Regions from separate parts of the Mus musculus genome. Here all the other regions are linked to region 2. A link is a contact called in public ChIA-PET and promoter capture Hi-C data. All regions are on one chromosome and are shown on one strand. Each heading gives the region's core, a stretch centred on a gene start, on an enhancer-like site or on the middle of the called end of the contact. The rest is flanking DNA. Distances are from core to core; before and after follow the strand shown. Region 1 overlaps Gng12 (guanine nucleotide binding protein (G protein), gamma 12). Region 2 holds the start of Hpgds (hematopoietic prostaglandin D synthase). Region 3 has its middle 27 kb from the start of 2610300M13Rik.

Region 1 (4,504 bases), core at 829-3,328, 1.8 Mb after region 2:
AGGCTAAGTAGCCTGCTTCTGTCAGCCTTGGCTTAAATTAACTAGCTTTTCCTCTATAAAAAGTCTGATAATTCTGTTACTTCGAACTGTGGACATGAAAGGTACCCAAGTTAAATTATCATGCAGCCAGCAAACATGTTCAGTGCCTGCCTTCTGGTCTGTATACTTTGGGATTACACTGTAAGACCAGGTTGAAATGGGATTCACAGGAAAGTACTTACCAGTGTGACTGCATTGTGGTAGAATACTCAGGAAATAGCACCGTTTCTGTTGTTACTGTTGCATCTAAGTTTAGAACTTCTTGAATTAGCCAGAATTAACCAAGAGAAGGATGAAGAAATAGTTGGCATGCCAGCCCAGCAAGGCGAGGCACATGACGCTGTGGGATGGAGCCTAACATACCTGCATCTGTAGTACAGTAATGTATGGTTCCACACAGCGTTCGTTCTTGGGAGGCCTTCAGACATTAGGAGCAGTATACATGTTTAGTCTGTAAATAAATGGATATATTTTGTCAAGAAGGCACCGTGATCAAAAAGTAATAATAATAATAATAAGGAAGAAAGGAGAGCATTCATGTTTTCAAGGACACAAAGACATGCCTTTTAAAACTGGTCAAATGTTAATTGTGAGCATATAGTTCATAAAAATTTTCAACATTGATAATATAACGACTCTAAAGAGAAGCAGTAGAAAGAAGGGCCAGTTTCCATTATTTTATTGAGTTGCAAACGTGAATTCTGGTGTTCTTATGAATGCAGATTGATATTTTCATGTAGGTGGGAACCTGTGTTGGCGCTATGGGTCTGTCTTTACATCTTCCCTCATTGTGTATTGCCCTTTTCCTGTGTCCTCATGCTCCCAGTTCTTCTTATAATGGCAGTAAAAGAAACCCTGCCCTGCTAAGTGCCTGTTGGCTTAGCTTTTCACCTGAATTGTAGAATATCAAAAGGCAGTGTACTTTTCTTGTTACATGTAAATTAGGCAACTGAAGCAATGCCTAACATTTGAAGCACAGTGAGACACATGTGGCATATATTGCACAGTGAAAAGCATAAGGCAAAACATTCAGATAGTTGAATCCCAAAGAGGTTAAACAGAGTTTTAATGTAGGAAAACATTTAGACCCCAAGAACCTCAGTGTCTTTGTCTCTAAAATGGGTATAGTTGTTTTGTGTCCCCTGAGGTGTTTGTATCTTCTATGCCTGATGGAGTGTCCATTGTAAATTACTGGTTCAGCACTTAGTTGTTGGCAGAAGGAAATGAAAGAAGGCAACCCTGATTGATTGGTGGATGGAGCAGCTGCTCTGGGGGGGGGGGGGGGGGGGAGCCCAGAGGCTCCTGAATTAGATGGCACAAATACATCCTGAGTACGTCACATTTGTCCTGTCAGTTGCAAGTTCGATAAAGTGAATGTTCCTAAATCTGCAAGCCCTGCCATTTTATGAATATTAAGGCTAAACATATCAGAAAAGCAAACTGACCAGTCATGACCTTGAAATGTTAAGGGCTATATCATGAAGGAGGCAGCTGTTTCTTTACTGTCATTAAAGGTCCATGCTTGTCTCGGCTCATTAACTTACCCCCTTGGTTGCATTGCTTTTTAATTTTAAATTTCTCATGGTCACCAAATGGCTGTCACAGCCTTTCAGCCAGCTTTAAAGCACCAGTAATACACTCCTAATTTTGCTGAGGACACAGAATCCTTTCCTGTGTCCTCCCCAGGTGTCCCTTCAGGTCTCATTGAATTGACCTCAGCTTGGCCACCCATCCAGAGCTCCCAGCATCCCTACACAGAAACCCAGACTTTGTCAGCAGGAACATTTTGGGAGCTGTCTGCCCAGTGACCAGGAGTGGTACTGCACATAAAACAGTGGAGGGAAAAAGAAAAACAAAAGATGGACAGGATTTTTCTGTGGGATTCTGATAACCCTATTAAGGGGTTCAGGAGTTACAAATCCTGAACTGAGGATTCTATTGGTTTTGAATCTAGGAGGAACACTGGAAAATACTCTCTGTTGTATATGTAAGAGTTTTCATCCCTACCCCTGCCTTTAAAAAAAAAAAAAAAAAAAAAAAAAAAAAGCTAAAAAAAAAAGTATGAATGTAGCCATGTCCGTGGGTGCCCACAAAGGCCAGAAGAGAGCATTGGCTTTTCCTGAGCTGAAGTTACAAGTGATGCTGATTCATTTAACCATGTACTGATACTCTCTGCCAGAACGGTACCTGTGAGCCTGCCTGCCTTCCAGTCCTTGCCTTACTTTAATCTTCATTTACTTATTCTTTCACATTGTTAAACATGTATGTATTTGACCACACTCACCTCCTTACCCTCTCTTACCCTATCCTGTGCCCTCTTCTTTCTGCTGCTCATCCCTTTCATGTCTTAGAATCTGCTTGTGACTCAGTGTCTCACAGAGTTTAATTAGGGTTGCTTAAGTAACCACACTTGGTTATTTACCAGACCACGGGCAAGTTACTAGTGGTGTAGCACTCAAGAAAATGACTTCCCCTTTCCTGGCAACCATTAACCACATTAGCTCCTCAGGGCACAGTGAGACGTCATGAACGTTGATGGATTCAGTGTTGTGCAGGTCATGAGCAGATAACCACGGTTGCTGTGAGCTCGTGAGTCTCAGCTCTCCTCCACCCTCCTGCTCTCAGTGTTCTTCCCACCCTCTCCCAAGTCTGCAAAGGGCTCTCGTACCACCTTCCTTTCTGGGTAGAGGAACGAAAGAATTGGAGACGTATGGAGGTTTGTGTTAGGCGTCTGAAATGTTTTAACCTTGAATATTGCCAGAAATACATCAAAACTGGCCAAAGAACTATTAACAGATTAATTACTCACCCACGCCCCGTGAGGAGGAGAAGAAAATGTACAACAGTATTAGGGCAGACAGGCGTTTGAGAGTGTTTGCACTGAAGCTTTGCAGAAAAGTACAGGAGTGTGAGGGTCCCTCAAAAAGTCGCCCATCCTCAGTTTATGTTGACTGCCTGGGCTAGTCCAGGTAGCAGAGACCCTGGAATTTATTCAGAGTTAAATTGTGCTCATATCCCAGGAGTCCAGATTTCTGATCATTTAAAAAAAAAAAAAAAAAAAAAGGAGGGAGGGAGGGAGGAAGGGAGAGAAAGAAAAGAAAATGAAAGGAAAGAAAGGAAAAAGAAAAGAAAAAAAGAAGAGAGAAAGAGGCTTTGTGGGGTCATATTAACTTGAATAACAATGTGTTTCTTTTGTAATTCATATTTACTATCTTCTTTTGGACGTACTACCCAAAAGCTTACATTCCTATATGGTTAGAGGGTCCACATCAGACAGAACCACTGCTGAGAGAGGGTAGCATATCACAGAGAGGACCAACAGTGAGAGAGGATACGCATCACATGCAAGACCATGTAAACATTAAAGACACTTCATAAATAAAAGTCCACCAAGACTCATGCATAATTTGTTACATTGTGCTTATGGAGGAGGTCACTGGGCAGGAAATCTGTGTGTTTTATTTATGTTATATGTAATGTTACCATGTGATGAGATCTTTGAACTGTGCTGTGAATTCTCAAGTGATTCAAAATTAAGAATATTGTAGTCTGTAATTTAATCACAAAGTCCTTATCTGTTCCTGTTAGCTCCCAAATGAATGAAACAAAGATTAAGTTTATTAACAATCTGTAAGCCTAGGCTAGGCAGGTTCTGAGCTGTTCTAATCCTCTAGGGCTGTTTTTCAGCCACATGGTTCTTGACCTTCAATCTGAGTCTGCCCCTGGTTTGCTCTGCTCCATGTGTGTCCTCATGATGAATCCCTTGGCAACCTGCTTTGTTAAGACTCCTCTTAGACCCTCTGCCTTATGGCCACCTCTTGGTCTCTCCACTGGGTCTCTCTCTTTTTTCTTCATGATCCTTCCTCTCCTTCTCCATGGGACCCCTGGCTGGGATCACAGTCCAGCCTTCCTATCTCCTCTGCCCAGCCATAGGCTGACCAGCTTCTTATCAACCAGTCCGATACTTACACAACACTGGTATAGCAGATGGTTCCATAATCATAACGGTGCTAGCTAGTGTCATTAGATCTCTGGACACAGGAATCAGCATTTGAATATACAGTGTATAAGACTCACTCGCAACACAGTATCTTGTTTGGGGGCCAGCAAAATGGCTAAGTGGGCAAAGGCACTTTCTGCCATGTCTGGTGTGAGTTTGATTCTCAGAACCTATGTGGTCCCTCAAGTTGTTCCTGACCTCCACATGCATGCTAGGGCATGAGTGTACCTCTTCACCACAATAAATAAATACAATAAACATTTTTTTAAAAGAATGCCTTGTTTTTAAGAAAGAATCCCAAAGTCTCACCTTTAAAAGCTCCAGAAAGATTATGCTTTAAGAAGTAGACAGGTGAGGGGCTAGAGAGATGGTTCAGTGGTTAAGACTACGGGCTGCTCTGGCAGAGGACTCAGGTTCACTTCCCGGCATGTACATGGCAGCTCACAACTGCCTACAACTCACGTT
Region 2 (4,502 bases), core at 1,320-3,819:
ATGTGGCACAATCATATATATTACACCTCTAATTCCAAGCAGACCAGTCAGTTTAGTAAAAGAGGATGGCAGCAGATAATGTGAGGAGTATCAAGGGAGAGATGACTATTATCTACGTTCAAAAGCCAAGACAGATCTGTCGGTAAACCTGACTGTAAATTTCAAATGACAGGTCAGGACCAAACCAGCTGGAAGTAGATGAGCTGGGGGAGAAGTTCACCAAGCAGGCAGTGGGGCTTGTGGGAAATGCCTTGTGAATAAGCTAATGTGGTGTTTGTTTAAGTCTAGAGATACAAAGCCTCAAAACAAAACTGATCATATGAACATTTTGCAGGGACATAAAGGGGCAAGATTAAAAGAATGCATATAATTAGACTCAAATTTGCCTCACACAAGAGATGTGGCCAAGTTGGGCATAGTGGCACATGCCTTTAACCCCAATCGTCAGTAGGCAGAGGCACTTGTGTCTTTGTGAGTTCTAGACCAGCATGGCCTATATAAGCCCCAGAACATCCACAGCTACATGGAGAGACCTTGTCCCAACCAACCCAAACAGACAAAAACACCACTCCTGCTATTTGACTCCGCTTTGACTGGACCTGATTTGAATAGAGCTGGAGACCTCTGGCATCATGCTGGCCTCATTTTTCCTGGTGACTTCATTTGTGAACTTTCCTCTCCCATGCTGTTGTAAGAATGTCACATAGAGAAAATAGCGTTTACCCCGAAGAGAACAAAAAAGTTTATCTTCTTTCTTAACACTCCAAGGGAAGTCATGCAAAGTTTCTGATTGAGTAGGTAGATATTTGGAAAATAACATGAGCATTTCCTCAGCACATGGCTGAGCAGAAAAGGCCTTGGGCAACACATGAGCTTAAATAGACTTCTAGCCACGGTAAGATTAAATTCTTAGTATTTACTAACCTTGTGGGGAGACATTTCACATAGGTTAATGGTGCTTTTTTAGAAGCAGTCTGTCTTTTGTGCTTCCACTCTATTAGGTTTGTATCAATTTTTACTTTTCATAATATCGATATTTCAGTTGATCATAAGAAATATGTGGGAGTGGTCAACAGGGACACCTTTAATGTAAATATTAATAGAATGTGAATTGTGGTAAGATCACTTAAGTCTGATTAGGCAGTTGTGCTATTTTGATTAAAGTAATAAAGTTAAAAATAGTATAATATTTGTAGTCTGTATGTCTAAAAGATGATAGAAATCCAAAGCCAATTCTCTGGCAGAAAGAGTCATCACCGATGGCTAGTTGCAACCCCAATTTTATAATTTATTTAACACCAGTGGCCTAACTGAACTCTCGCACTTCAATAAAAGATATCTGGAACTCAGAGATACTTGGGGTTCCCTGCCACGTTCTTTTCACATGTCCAGCAATTCTGCAATAGCTTGAGTCTGGAGTACACAACTGGAAGCATCCCTGGTCTTGCCGACAGTCTTAACCCCACCCCACATGTGGTGGACACGGCACACTGTTTGCACCTCTATTTGTGTAGAGTCTGGTATTTTAAAATGCAGGAGCTGGATGCAGAGAGCAGCTGAGGAGCTACTGTTCACAGGACATCTTGTCCATGTTGGACATCTTGCCCATGCTGGCATCTCCTAACAGAAGCCACTGCTCCTAACAACTAGGGGATGGAGCGTACAGGATTTCACGATTTCATAGTGCAAGGGGGGAGGGGAGTTTTAGTTCAGACCTGGACAATTTACTGGTAGGGAGTAAAAAATGTAGATCAAAAAAGAAATAGATGACACTTTATTTGCTAAGTTGCTCATTTCAAACACTGGATGCTTAATTTTGAATCAGTGAACTGGGATCTCTATTTTCTATCAAAAACCCCCAGAGAAATGCCACTTTCGAGGCTTGCTTTATGTTAACACCTGAGCACAGGGAGTAGCTACACTGCTCTTTAGGATTGTTAAGTTCAACCATCTGAACTGAAGTAAATCTTTTAAACTATCTCTACTGTCAAATGGTGAAGGAAGCAATTCTTGGACAAGCATAGACACATTTCAACCAAATATGCCTTAACATGATAGAATGTGATGCAAAAAAAGCCCCCGGACACACACACACACACACACACGCACACACACACACACACACACACACACACACACACACACACAGAGCACGCGCACACTCACATGCATGTGTGTGCACACGTATACAGGGTTGAAGGGGCATAAATGAAAATTTATACTGCTTTACATTCTAAAGAAAGTTACCAAGAGAGTTCTAAAGATGTTATCAAGGATGATCAAGATGGGATTTTCTTTTTCCTTCAGGGGTGGTGATGCTCAGGGAATTTCTAGAAGCTTTTGGATCCACAGCTCTTACAGGTTGTCATCCGATTTCTACGTGACCATGTGTGTATGAAAGCCTGGAGTGAGCTGACGCTGTTAAGATGGAACATATAGACCACCGAACAGTCTCAAGCTGGGGAAGACGGGGAGAATCAAACAGAAAGAAGAAAGAGTTCGTGTCACTTACCTATGCAGAGAGCCTTTCCTGTGCCGTGTCTCCGTGTCTCAGTTCCTGTCTGTACAGTGGTTTCTGTGATGAGTGGCAGTCACAAGACAGCCAGAGGCCACTTCCTCCACCTAAAAGCCTTCCTGCCTTTCTCACATGAGATGCACGAGTCCAAAGTTCAGCCTGTAAAGAGCTCTGGGTAGCTTTTGTCATCATTTCACAAGCTCTCTACATTAGTCCAACGTATTTGCATAAAGAGTAAAGTCGCAGTCACAGGTGCTTGTGTGTACAGATTGCTACAAGCTCTTTATTCTTAGTCTTACACCACAGACTTCTGGGGAATGAGAAAACAAGCCCTGTCACGTTTTCTTACAGAGACAAAAGTGTCTTACTTCATTTCCCAGTCTCCCTGGAGACGCCTTTGCCCCGTGCCTTCTCACCCGCGTCCACCCCCAGCACACGCACCGTTTGCTCACCGTTTGCTCTTCATCATGACGTCCCTCACTGCATGATTTATTTGTTTGGTCCCTGCCCTCACACAAGCAGTGTCTGTAACATCCAGTGCTTCAATGTTCCCTCTTTTGAGCTTTCTCCCTTCTACAGGATTGTTGGACATGTCACATAGACCCTGATCTCTATCTGATGGCTGAACGCTCTTAGCATTTCGGCATGGGTCAGACTTTTAAAGACTACATTTGCATGGTTGCTTGAGTTCTGTTTACACTCATTTCTTGGAAGAGGTCCACAGTTTGAAAGAGTCTTAGTGTACAAGATTCAAATACTCCATGAGAGTACCTTTTTCTAGTAGGAACTCATATCTATCAGCTTTAAATTATAACACAAGTTTAATTTCAGTGATAATATTAGCACAGCTTACTGAAAATGTCCAATAAAATATCTGCCTGTGCATCCTGAAATCTGGAAGTTACCCAATGAGACATTGAAACCACACGGTGCTTTTCATGTCCCCAGAACAATCATACCTAGGGGCAACTCTTTTTTTTTTTTAATTTAATTTTATTTTTATTAGGTATTTTCCTCGTTTACATTTTCAATGCTATCCCAAAAGTCCGCCATACCCACCCCCCCAATCCACTACCCACCCACTCCCCCGTTTTGGCCCTGGGGTTCCCCTGTACTGGGGCATATACAGTTTGCAAGTCCAATGGGCCTCTCTTTGCAGTGATGGCCAACTAGGCCATCTTTTGATACATATGCAGCTATAGTCAAGAGCTCCAGGGTACTGGTTAGTTCATAATGTTGTTCCACCTATAGGGTTGCAGTTCCCTTTAGCTCCTTGGGTAATTTCTCTAGCTCCTCCATTGGGGGCCGTGTGACCCATCCAATAGCTGACTGTGATCATCCACTTCTGTGTTTGCTAGGCCCCGGCATAGTCTCACAAGAGACAGCTATATCTGGGTCTAGGGGCAACTCTTATCAACCATGTCATAAGATCCATTTCAAACGAGCTTCTTTTTACTTTGAAAAAGAAAACAAAAAACCTCCAATGATAAATGAGAAAAATATAAATATACATAATATAAATATAAAAATTATATAAATGTAAATAATATAAATACTAATTTGTAAAAAGTTTAAGAAGACACGGGTACAGCCTCTTTTCTGCTCATTACAAGAAGCGAAATAGATGCTGTCTGAGGTGAGGTTAATGGACACAGTGATAAAGGCTCTCACTGAAAACTGTGTAAAATCAGCTGCAAAATGAACGACGGTAGGGTTGTAGCTGGACGAGATCAACATCAGGACCAGATTATCCTTCACCAATGTTTCATGGGGGCTTCTCTTCCACTGGATCTTATTTTAAATCAGCCCACGCATCATTTTCCCTTTATGTTGATAAAGAGGAAGTATTTAAACCCACTTGCTCCTCCATTTGTGGCCTCTGAGTTGCTGGGGAAGAAAGGTCTACAGAGGAAATCCACAAAGTTTCCTTTGTCAGCTTGGGTATCTTTTATTTAGTTTTCTACCATAATCAGTTACTTAGGAAACT
Region 3 (4,256 bases), core at 1,554-4,053, 1.3 Mb after region 2:
GATAACATAGGGTGGCTCCTGGGTTGCAATGGTTTTCTTATACACAGTAGGACTGTCTGTTCAGAGGTGGTACCCCACAAATGGCTGGACTCTCCTAGGTCAATCATCAATCAAGAAAATGTTCCACTGGTTACCAATTCCAATCTAATGCTTGTTATCATTTCTTCTAGGCTCTTCCCAACAGTTATCTGGCAACAGTCAGGTAAGCCTGGCTCAAAATAAAAGGAGATATTTGGCCCCTCCTTCTCTCTGTCTCTACTCCCCTCTCAAATCCCCTTCCCATGCCTTAAGTAAACTCTATTCTATACTATACCCGTTGTATGGCATGAGCCCACCAAGGCACCCCTCCCACATCACCAAAACCATGCTCTACAAAACATTTTATAAAACACAACAATGACATTTTCTCAAATGATGTTTCCTCTTTCTAGATGATCCTGGCTTGGGTCAAGTTGACAAGATATAGCTAGGTAGATAGGTAGGTAGGTAGACAGACAGAGAGATGATAGAGGGGAGAGAGAGAGAGAGAGAAAGAGACAGAGAGAGAGAGACAGAGACAGAGACAGAGAGACAGAGAAAGAGACAGAGAGACAGAAAGAAACAGAGACAGAGAGACAGAGACAGACAGACAGAGAGACAAAGGAATATAGTCTATCAGATATATCAATAGCAATTTCTTCAAATGCTCTATGATATATTTATGTACCTATGATATATCCATAACAAAATCAGTAAAACTAAGACACACACTCAACATCACTTTCTCAGAAAAGCAATGAATGTACTGAGTCAGGTTTTTAATGGCTTTTTATATATAAATTATTACTTAACTCTTCCTGATTTTATCCCCAGGGCTGATACTATTCTACATGATGTATATTATAAATGTTTGTTGAGTATTTGGTAGTATGACTAAATAAATGCAGGGGAATTGGAGGACTCTCATATATAATTATTCTTTCAATGGACAGCAGCAGCTTCCTGCACAATTCCTTGAAGGAGCTTGCAAGGAACCTGAAGGAGTAAATAATGCAAAAGAGATGCTAAATGCTTTGAACTCTGCAGAATTCATTCAGTGACTCTTGGTGACCTGTTCCTTTTCTGCTGGCCAATCTTTTACACAGCTCACTATTTCCTAAAGCCTGTGGCATTTCATAACCACCCACAACATAGACATTCCTCCAGTCAAATGTTTTCAACTCAACTTGTATAGTTTGTGTTTGTATGTACAAACATATGTCTGTGTGCACATGCGTGTGCGAGAAAGAGAGAGAGAGAGAGAGAGAGAGAGAGAGAGAGAGAGAGAGAGAGATATTTAGGAACTCTGTCCTGCACTAATTCTGAAAAGAAGCCTTTTTCGTTGTTACAGTCTAGGAACAAGTGAGAATGATGTTATTCACTAATGACCTCATCCATAATGGAATTGTGAAGTGGGTTATGACAATTAGAATTAGACCAGAACAACTTCTAATTCCATCTGGCAAATATCAAGACTTTGTTTAAAAAACAAACAAACAAACAAACAAACAAACAAACCTCAGGCTCTGAATGTAATGGGTCAGGAGAAGATATTAAACCAGTAGGAACATAAACATAAATGGTTATTATAGACTATAAGCAAATGAAATTTCAGTCTTTTGTAACCTGGTAATCAAAGTTTCCATATATAAATATCCTAGCACATATTTCCCATGGTATTTCTATTTTATGTTTTAAGATACATTATTTTGGTAATTTAAACATGTTGAATACTTAAAATCTAAGTAAGACACATATATTACAAGTTTAAAAATAATTGCTAAGGAGAAAATTCTTCTGAGAATGGCATAGGCTATGACCAAATAAGCCAGGACAATAATAAAAAGTGGAATTCTTATATTTTCAGATTATCATTTTTGATATGGATTTAGTAAAACTATTCTGTAAGGCTGGAAAGATGGCTCAGTGGGTAAGAGCACTGACTGCTCTTCCAGAGGTCCTGAGTTCAATTCCCAGCAACCACATGGTGACTCACAAGCATTTGTAATGGGCAACCCATCTGTTGTGTCTGAAGACAGTGATGGTATACTCACATATATGAAATAAGTAAATAAATCTAAAAAATAAATAAATAAAACTATTCTGTATAATTTTCTCACCCAAAACCACTGGCCCTATGCTACTAGGGAAACTGGGGTCTCCTCACTTGGCTTTTAGTCTCATTGATAAAAGAATTTTAAAACAACTTAATAGGAAGCTCATAGACAATTTTATTCAAATCTAAGAGAAAAAAAAACCAGCGTAAAGAAGCTACTGGGATAAGGAGAGGAGAAATGGAAAATGCCATGCCTTTTGTGTTAGAACAGGATATTCAGCACTGGGCATCTTCAAGCAGCTACCTAGAGCAAGCAACTACTCAGCAAAGGCAGGGGGAGAGGTGGAGGTAGCCTAAAGAGAGAAAGAGTGAGAAAGCCCAAAGTACCAGAGAAGCCATACTTGAACTTTGGCCAGTTTAAGAAACAGACTTTTTCAAAGTATAAAAAAAAAAATCCTAACTCAGAAAAGCAGTCAGAGCTGGGCGGTGGTGGTGCACGCCTTTAATCCCAGCACTTGGGAGGCAGAAGCAGGCGGATTTTTGAATTCGAGGCCAGCCTGGTGTACAAAGTGAGTTCCAGGACAGCCAGGGCTACACAGAGAAACCCTGTCTTGAAAAAACAAAAACAACAACAACAAAAAAAAGCAGTCAGACTTAGCACAGCTGCACAGCAGCAGCTCTGTGAGTAGCTGCACTGAGGGCTTCTGGGAGGAAATGTACACGTCTTTGCTCAAGACCAGAATTACCACTCTGTTGACCAGATCTAAAAGAGTACAAAGGATGTTCCCCTTTCTTGTGTTATGAGGGAAATGGAAAGCAGAGTTTAAAGCTTCAGGGATCTCAAAGGCTACTCTAACATCCCCCATTCTAGAGAGGTAAGCCTAAAATCACTTAGAACTTAGTCCAGGATTCAGAGGCCAGAAATCCTCCCGGCATTTCTAGCCTTCAACTGAAATAAGACCAGGAACATCTCCATCTTTGACCCAAGGAGAAGAATGCTCACTCTAAATCTGCCTTACCTACGTCCATATCCTGCCCTTATTGATTAAGGTGGAGATTTATCAGATGCAACTGAGTCATTACAGAGGAAGAGACACTAAAGATGTCCACCTGCCTAACATAAGGACGGCTAGAAATAGTCTCTTCAGGCCCAGATGTGCATCATCCTCAGAAACGGCCACTGCTGGATCTTAATCTGCACTTCTAGCCTCCATGACAATGGGATAATAAATTTAGGTTGTTTCAGCCTCGCAGCCTGTGACATTTTCCTATGACAGGCCATGTCGACCTGTAGGCCCCTTAGTCTGCTAAGAGTGTTGGCTTTAACCATTTTGGAAAGACACTAAATGTCACTGTTATATATCAATTTCTTTATTTTTCATTATAGAGCTTCCTGAACTGCCCCCTGGTCCTTGAAATATTAGCTACATTGCTTGATCTCTCCCAGTCTACAGCCCTAGGGTCTATTTCTAAAGTAATTTCTTTGGTTGCTTTCTGTAGAAAAGGTATAGACCCCGGCATGTTCTTCTTCATAAGACTAATATGGCAATGACGTCACTATTTTTGTTGTCAGAGAGGTGGATTTACTACTGATCATCATTGCTGCTTCCTGTGGCTGCTTGCTGTTACTCATAAATGTCATTGTACTAGAGAGAGTGAAGACGTTACAAGTTAGACTTCAGATGTAAAATGGCCCCACTGAAAGGAACTTTGAATGCCTCCTATGCCACCAGATGACTCGGGTATTGTTAAACCTGGCAGAGATCATGGGCTTTAAAGAAACCTTAAGCTATAATTTCTAGTGACAACTTAAGAGTAGTCAGACTGTACCATACCAATTTACACATAAAAGCAACCCAGATTCAAAACCTTCAGGCTATTCTTTCTTACCAAGGTGGGGCTGTTTGAAACATAAAACTCAATCATCTGAGGCTTTCTTGAAAGTGTCTCAGATATGCTCATAATCTGTCACTACAGCACACTTCTCTGCCTGAGCCACAGAGCAGGGACTGACAAGAAATCCACGTTCTGTGTGTTTCATAATGACTTCCATCTAGGGGAGAGTGATCATGCCTAACCATGACAGGATGCTTCTCTTACAGCAACCACATGTTGCGTTTTCACACTGACAGTTTGAACATGGTTGAGTTACCAGTGAAGTCAGGTCAGAATTTTCATCTCA

What was found. Promoter capture Hi-C pulls out the DNA fragments that hold promoters and counts their contacts. ChIA-PET counts read pairs in DNA pulled down with a chosen protein or histone mark.
Region 1: a promoter capture Hi-C map of pre-B cells shows a contact between it and region 2, with 2.1 times the contacts expected there. The contact joins the enhancer-like site here to the promoter of Hpgds in region 2. A contact is called at or near these places in 2 of 39 promoter capture datasets (pre-B cells and stem cell-derived epiblast-like cells) and 2 of 9 other capture datasets (liver and macrophages).
Region 3: an RNA polymerase II ChIA-PET map of memory CD8 T cells shows a contact between it and region 2, with 7 times the contacts expected there. The contact joins the enhancer-like site here to the promoter of Hpgds in region 2. A contact is called at or near these places in 10 of 39 promoter capture datasets (the 3T3-L1 cell line, 3T3-L1-derived adipocytes, HPC-7-derived erythroid cells and 6 more), 1 of 115 datasets of contacts at active chromatin or transcription factors (memory CD8 T cells) and 1 of 9 other capture datasets (liver).

Annotation. Positions count from the first base shown.
Region 1 is chr6:66,927,358-66,931,861 of GRCm38.p6, forward strand. All of the region lies in intron 2 of Gng12 (guanine nucleotide binding protein (G protein), gamma 12), which reads left to right. Among named protein-coding and RNA genes, the nearest start is that of 4930597O21Rik, 5.4 kb to the left of the region's middle. Within about 2 kb of position 2,079, at least 100 of the 459 cell types and tissues checked have an H3K27ac peak or open chromatin away from gene starts, as enhancers often do. A contact at or near this core is called in pre-B cells, where this site is marked.
Region 2 is chr6:65,142,161-65,146,662 of GRCm38.p6, forward strand. Hpgds (hematopoietic prostaglandin D synthase) reads right to left here and starts at 2,570. Exons shown (of 6, transcript NM_019455.4): 1 at 2,513-2,570.
Region 3 is chr6:66,491,093-66,495,348 of GRCm38.p6, forward strand. It overlaps the pseudogene Gm19764. Among named protein-coding and RNA genes, the nearest start is that of 2610300M13Rik, 27 kb to the left of the region's middle. Within about 2 kb of position 2,804, at least 23 of the 459 cell types and tissues checked have an H3K27ac peak or open chromatin away from gene starts, as enhancers often do. A contact at or near this core is called in memory CD8 T cells, where this site is marked.